2 separate regions of the Zea mays genome follow, and region 1 is linked to region 2. A link is a contact called in public Hi-C data. All regions are on one chromosome and are shown on one strand. The core of a region is the stretch at or near the end of the contact, and the rest is flanking DNA. Distances in the headings are between cores, read along the strand shown. Region 1 holds the start of LOC100383467 (Alkaline/neutral invertase A mitochondrial). Region 2 holds the start of LOC100274176 (Mitochondrial substrate carrier family protein).

Region 1 (3,039 bases), core at 258-2,757, 330 kb after region 2:
AAGTGATATCTGGTAATGTATATATGTTGCACACATTGCGAGGTGATGAGTTACCCAATGCGTTGAATGGCTGCTTCTTAAAGCGATTATCATCCTAGTGTATAGCAAGATGCTTAGAGAACTAATGGATTCACATCGAGTTGTTTACATCTTGTACTAGGTGCTTTTGGTTTGCTTCAGCTTACCGAAAAGGCAAGGGCATGTGTTGAGCACCATATTTGGCACCTAAGCATGGCTAGACGGTCCGTGATTAGATTAGCTCTCGGGGGAAAGTCCCTTTCCCACGTGTGCTTATCCGCTAATCATGCGAGAACATGTTGGGAAGCCCCTAGAAAGGGGTACATCCGATTGAAGGGATCCCAATCGCATCTTTCAACACAATCTACCTTATTTACTTTGTTCTTCATTGTATTAGGAGTAGAAGTAATTTAGACCAAGTTTAGCTTTCCTCCAACCATATTCTTCATCCCTCTTTGACTCTACGCCGTCTAGGGACACGCCCTGGGTACGTTTTGGAACTTCTTTCCCGACGGGGTCATTCCCGGGAGGCGAGTTCTAGGGCTTCTGTGGAGGAAGAAAACTCTACGCTATGGTAGACCGTCTGTGCCCTATGCTCGGACCGTTCGGAGTGACGCAGAGTGGAACCGCTCTTGCAGCGAGCTCGTAGACCTTCCGGTCCTAGACCACGGATCGTCCGTGCTCCCGTAGAGAGCACCATTTAAAACATCACGTACCAAAAAATATAGAATATGTATTGATAGTGTATTTAACTATCTTCATGGTCTGTCTACCTGATATAATTATGAGATAGAGAGGGATTAATCACATTTGTAAATTTTATATTATACACAATGAAAATCTAAAATTAGAGTTTGAATTTCTAAACATCAGAAAAACACATTACACGAACACGATTCACACGCAATTTCACCCATCCCTAAAACCCAAAGATAAGACCCTCTCTAGCAACGTTCTCTATATACATCATCTATAACCGTCCTTTACAGTCTTCTATAAAAGATTTCATCTCCTATATCTACTTTCTCTCCAACAACGTCCTCTAAATCACGTCCTCTATATGTAAATATCTATATTAAAAACATTTTTAATTTTTTAATTTTTTTACATACGCATTTGTCATACTCTCAAATATATTGTACATATTTTAGTTTTATTAAACCGGTTGTTTAAAGTATTCAAATAAATAGAGAACCGTTTAGAGAAACTCTACATATAGAGGATCCAGCAGCGTTCTCTAAATTTAGAGGACCGTTTAGAGGACGTTGCTGGAGTGAGTAGACGACGTCCTTGTCCTCTAAATTTAGGGTATAGTACCCTTTAGAGCTCCTTGTTGGAGTTAATGACCTCAACCTTTTCCACGTTTAGCGAACGGGCATGTGGCAAAAAACTTCAGAAACGTTTCCTTTAAATCCAGGGTGGACCCCACAAACAACCGCCCGATCTTTATAAAAAGCCTGCCCCCTCCCAGCTCTCCTGTGCGTTGTCCGTTGTATCCCCACCAAACCCAAACCGAACCGTTCTTTGCACTTTCGCATTCGCAGATCGAACCCTCTTCGACCAAATATTTGACACAAGTTACCTTTGCCTGTATTGCTTTCTTGCGCGTAGCCCCCTGAAGCTATCTCCGACGCGCGCCCGTGTCCTTCGCCGGAGCTTGCCATATGAATGGTCAAACCCCGATGGGGCTCGCCGCAGCAGCAGCCGCAGCAGTGAGGCCGTGCCGCCGCCGCCTCCTCTCGTCCGCCTCCGCTGCCGCGGCGTCAAAGACGGCGGCGCGCACCGCGACCCCGCTATTTCCCAGATTGCCCCACCCGCACCACCCCCCGTACGGCCGGCGCCTCCCCTTCCTCGTCTCCGCGGCGTCGCAGTCGCAGGCCTCGCAGACCGGCCCGGACACCCATGTACTGGTCCCCGTCCCCTCCGACCCCCGCGCCGCCGTTTCAGGCAACCTCCCTTTCTTCGACCGCGTCCTCTTCCCGGACTCGTTCCCGCTTGAGACCCCGCCTGTCAAGGAGGAGGACGCGGCGGCGGCACAGACCGATGAGGCGGTCGCGCCGGCCGCGCCCTTGAGGCAGGAGACGGAGACGGAGAGGGAAGCGTGGAGGCTGCTGCGGAGGGCGGTCGTTAGCTACTGCGGCGAGCCCGTGGGGACGGTGGCGGCAGAGGACCCCGAGTGCACGGAGACGCTCAACTACGACCAGGTCTTCATCAGAGACTTCGTGCCCTCCGCGCTCGCCTTCCTCATGCGCGGCGAGACCGAGATCGTCCGCAACTTCCTCCTCCACACCCTGCAGCTTCAGGTGAGCTAATCCCGATCTGCTTAGTAACTCGTTCTCTGGTCAAAATTTGAAATTCCTGAAGAAGTGAATGCTAGCTGAATATTAATTGCTTAGTAGTGTTAATGGAGTGTACGCGAGTTTTTTTTTCGTGAGTTGTGGAAATAGACACCGAAGTCTGGATCACTATTTGAGGATTTCTTTTTCTATTACCATTTTCTGTCGTTTATTTCTCTGGATAAGTGAAAAGTGTCATCGTTTTACTGAATGCGTACCAGTTTGTGGTTATTTAGGTCTGAGATGAGCTATTTCTTTTCTTGTGGAAATTAGTGATAAGATTTAAGTTTTGCCGTATAATTATGTTGCTCTCGTATAAAAGTGCCATGAAGTAGACACGGTCTAAGCTGGCTCGAACAAGAGCATGTAAAGGCTCCTCTGCCCTAAATTTAGTGGAGATTTCCCCTATCTCCTCCAGCAACGTCCTCTAGAGCATCCTTTGAATTTAGAGGATGTTCCTACGTCATATTCTCTCTTCTCTATTATTTTAAAACTTTAAATAAAAAATTAAGAAAAACTAAAATATGTATAAAATATTTCAGGGTATGACAAATACATACAAAAGTTAATGTAAAATATCTCTAATATAGGTATTTATATATAGAGGACGCTACTAGAGAGGAACCAGATATGGAGGAATTTTTTAGACTGTAAATGAGGGATATAGATAGATATAGATGATGCT
Region 2 (3,054 bases), core at 231-2,730:
CATAAAGAAAATCCAAGCTATGGCTTGAGTTAAAAACTTCAGAAGTACAACAGTGTCTTAAATGGATGCCCTATCTTGAAATATAGGACTCAAACACATAAAAAACAACTCCAACAGTGCCCTATTTTATAAATTTTTATTAAAAAACTATAGGGCACACAATGAAGTGACTCAAATATACTACACCCCAGATTAGTGTCATATCCTTGTTTTCTACATCATCCTTAAACTTTTTCCCTGATAATGTAATTTGTTTCCTAAAATACATGATTTAGGGCTAAACTGTTGGGGGCTTGGGGCTCAATTTGTTTTTTAGTGCTCTAAAAACTTTAAATGATGTAGTATTTTAATTTTTGGGGCACTATTTTGAGGCACCTTGTTGGAGAATCTGAAACTGCAGTGATGTGTAGCATAATAATGTGTCATATATAAAAGCTAAAAATTTGGATTCCTTCCTATTTGAGGACGTGCTCTAATTCAACTCAGTGTCAAATTTCCATACAAAGATGAATAAGAGAAAAACATGAGTACATGTTAATGCCACGAGATTGAAGCAGATAGAAGTATATTAACTACCAGCCTGAAACATAGCAGCCGCTGCTGGAATTGGGAAATACAATCGATTCCTCTCTAACACGTAAAGTTTTGAAAATTAAGGCCCTGTTTGGTAGAGCTCCGATTGATTCTGATTCTATGTTAGAAGTGATTCACTGAGAGAAGTGATTATGTAGCCGAAAATTATTCTCAAATGAAACCATATGATAAACTATAGGGAAAGTCTGACTATGTGTTGGGAGTGAATCAGGAGAAGCAGTTTTTTTTAGCTCCCAGACCCTGTTCATTTCTAAGAATCAATTCTGTGTGGGAGTGATCCTCAGAAAACTTCACTCCACAGAATCTGGGAGCGGAGCTCTGCCAAACGGGAAATTTACAGCCTTCCAGAAGACCTAAGCCCGTTCCCCGTCCACATCTGCGGCACTGATCTCGTGGACCTCTGGCCTCTGCCGCGCCACACGCCCACCAAAAGATTGGGAAAAGACGCAATGCGCCCGTGAATCACCTTCCTGTAACCCACGCTCCCTGGCTGCCCATTCCTCATCCTTGCCCTGTGCCGAGCACGGGAACAAGCGGTGGGCTGACAGCCCAACCAAACTAAAAGCGCGCTGCCGATCCGGAGACGGACCAGAAGATGCGAGGCCGCAAACGTAAACCGCCCGCCAGGATGAAAAGATTCCTCGTTTTGGTTCTAAGTAACTCACTACAAGAAGGGAAACGTGGGGCGTACCTCTCCCAGTTGATATTGGCCTCCGCAAGCGCGATCCCGGCCGCAGACGCCTCCGAGGTATCCGCCGCCGCCGCCATAGACTCGACACACCCCTACACACAAGAGGCGGCTCCGCAAGAGGGAGAAATAGAGGAGAAGCAGAGGGGCGTTTGGTGCTGCTCCTCACTTCGCGCGCGTTTCCGGTGTTTATGAAATGGTGTCGGCGCCGCTGCAAGCGAATATGCGCACGAGGAAAAGAAGGCAGCGGCGGAGGCCGGGGGTGGGGAGGAAGGAGGCGGAGCCAGTTTGTTTGGGTGCGCCCTCGAGGCATTGGGGTTTTGGTTGGAAATTTCCAGCACGGGGGTCGGTGTCCCCCGGAGCGCGCTGCCCAACTTGCCATTCGTCCGGCCTCGGCTCACTGGACTGCGGGGCCTGAATTGGGCGCGGATTGATGTGGAACCGGGCGGAGCGTGTGGTGGGTGTTTCTCGCTTTCCTGCTCTCGGGGAGTTGTCGGAGTCGTAGGGACGAGACGAGGGCACAAACCGTGGAAAGCTCCACCAGCGAGGCAGCAGGAGAGCACGTGTCATAAGCCCATTGACCTTGCTTTCGACTTCGCCGCGTGGGTCAAAGAAGCCAGCGAGCCGGAAGGGTGTGACACCCGGTGTCTATTTTATATTGATGCTCGGTACCAAGTTAATAGTAAATGTTTCATCGAATTCCAAGTTAATTGATCTCGAAAAAGGCTAGATTTAGAGTCTGTTAAAACTTTTGTTTCTTAAAGCAAATGCAAATTCAAAAGTCAATCTCGTTTCGCAAATCCCGTTCAGACTCATTTATTCGAACTCTTGACAGTTGTTATTCGATCTGTGTCCGAATCCGATTTCTCGACATTCGATCTATGTTCGACTATTTAATTTGAATTCGCATTCTCCAGCAGATCTTTGTTGTGTTAACCTATAATTAATTTTTATGTAAACCGACTTGATATCTCTATATCATATTCATCTCTATCTATCAAGTGTATTCTGAAGATTTCTCTAAGTTTCAACGAAATACTCACATGAATAGATTAATCCTATTCTTGCTTGAAAATGCTCGTTTGAACAAATGCAAATTTTGAAGTTCAACTAAGCCTTGTCATCTTGCTCAAACAACTCTATATGAACTCTACAACAAAAGTTATTAAGGGTCCATGCAAGAAAATGTCGAGAAAAATACTCTGATTTGCCTTAAAAATATAATTATAAGCTTTATAACGATACTACTTTGACCAAAGTGAAATTTTAATTTATAATCAGAATATAAGGTTTGACCTTTAATAAAAGTTGTATAACCTATGTTATACAATAAATGTTACAATTACACCTAGCCTTGATTCAATCTCTAAGTATCTCAAACAGTGCCCTCAAGACAGAATAAAAATCTGATTTCAGGATTCAAATCCTTCTTAGTCTGGAATTAGTGTCGATCGGGTTGACGTCTCGCGTTCCCAAATTTTTGTTGAACAACTCGAGTTTCCCCAAATATAAAAGTTTTAAATAATTGATAGAGTAACAACATATTAAAAGATGGCATTCATCTGATTCCGTTTGATATGTTTTGACACCCAGTTTCCACTGATTTGATAGCAGCAACAAACTAGTTTTTGTGGGTCTTTATCTCTCTAACCCATGTCTGAATCACCTCAAGTTATGTACAAGATATGTAGAGTATAGATCAAGGAAAAGATTGTCTATAGTGACCGAGATCTGAATCCAAACAGAAAACACCAAAACTCGTCGTCCAAGGT

The links. A called contact is a pair of places that touch in the nucleus more often than the background predicts.
Region 1: a contact with region 2 is called in a Hi-C map of leaf, with 4 times the contacts expected there. The contact joins the promoter of LOC100383467 here to the promoter of LOC100274176 in region 2. A contact is called at or near these places in 4 of 25 Hi-C or Micro-C datasets (bundle sheath, ear, leaf and 1 more).

What each region holds. Positions count from the first base shown.
Region 1 is chr8:41,008,211-41,011,249 of Zm-B73-REFERENCE-NAM-5.0, forward strand. LOC100383467 (Alkaline/neutral invertase A mitochondrial) reads left to right here and starts at 1,508. Exons shown (of 6, transcript NM_001176115.1): 1 at 1,508-2,321. The coding sequence starts at 1,683.
Region 2 is chr8:40,674,368-40,677,421 of Zm-B73-REFERENCE-NAM-5.0, forward strand. It overlaps LOC100274176 (Mitochondrial substrate carrier family protein), which reads right to left and starts at 1,481. Exons shown (of 6, transcript NM_001148550.2): 1 at 1,286-1,481. The coding sequence starts at 1,362.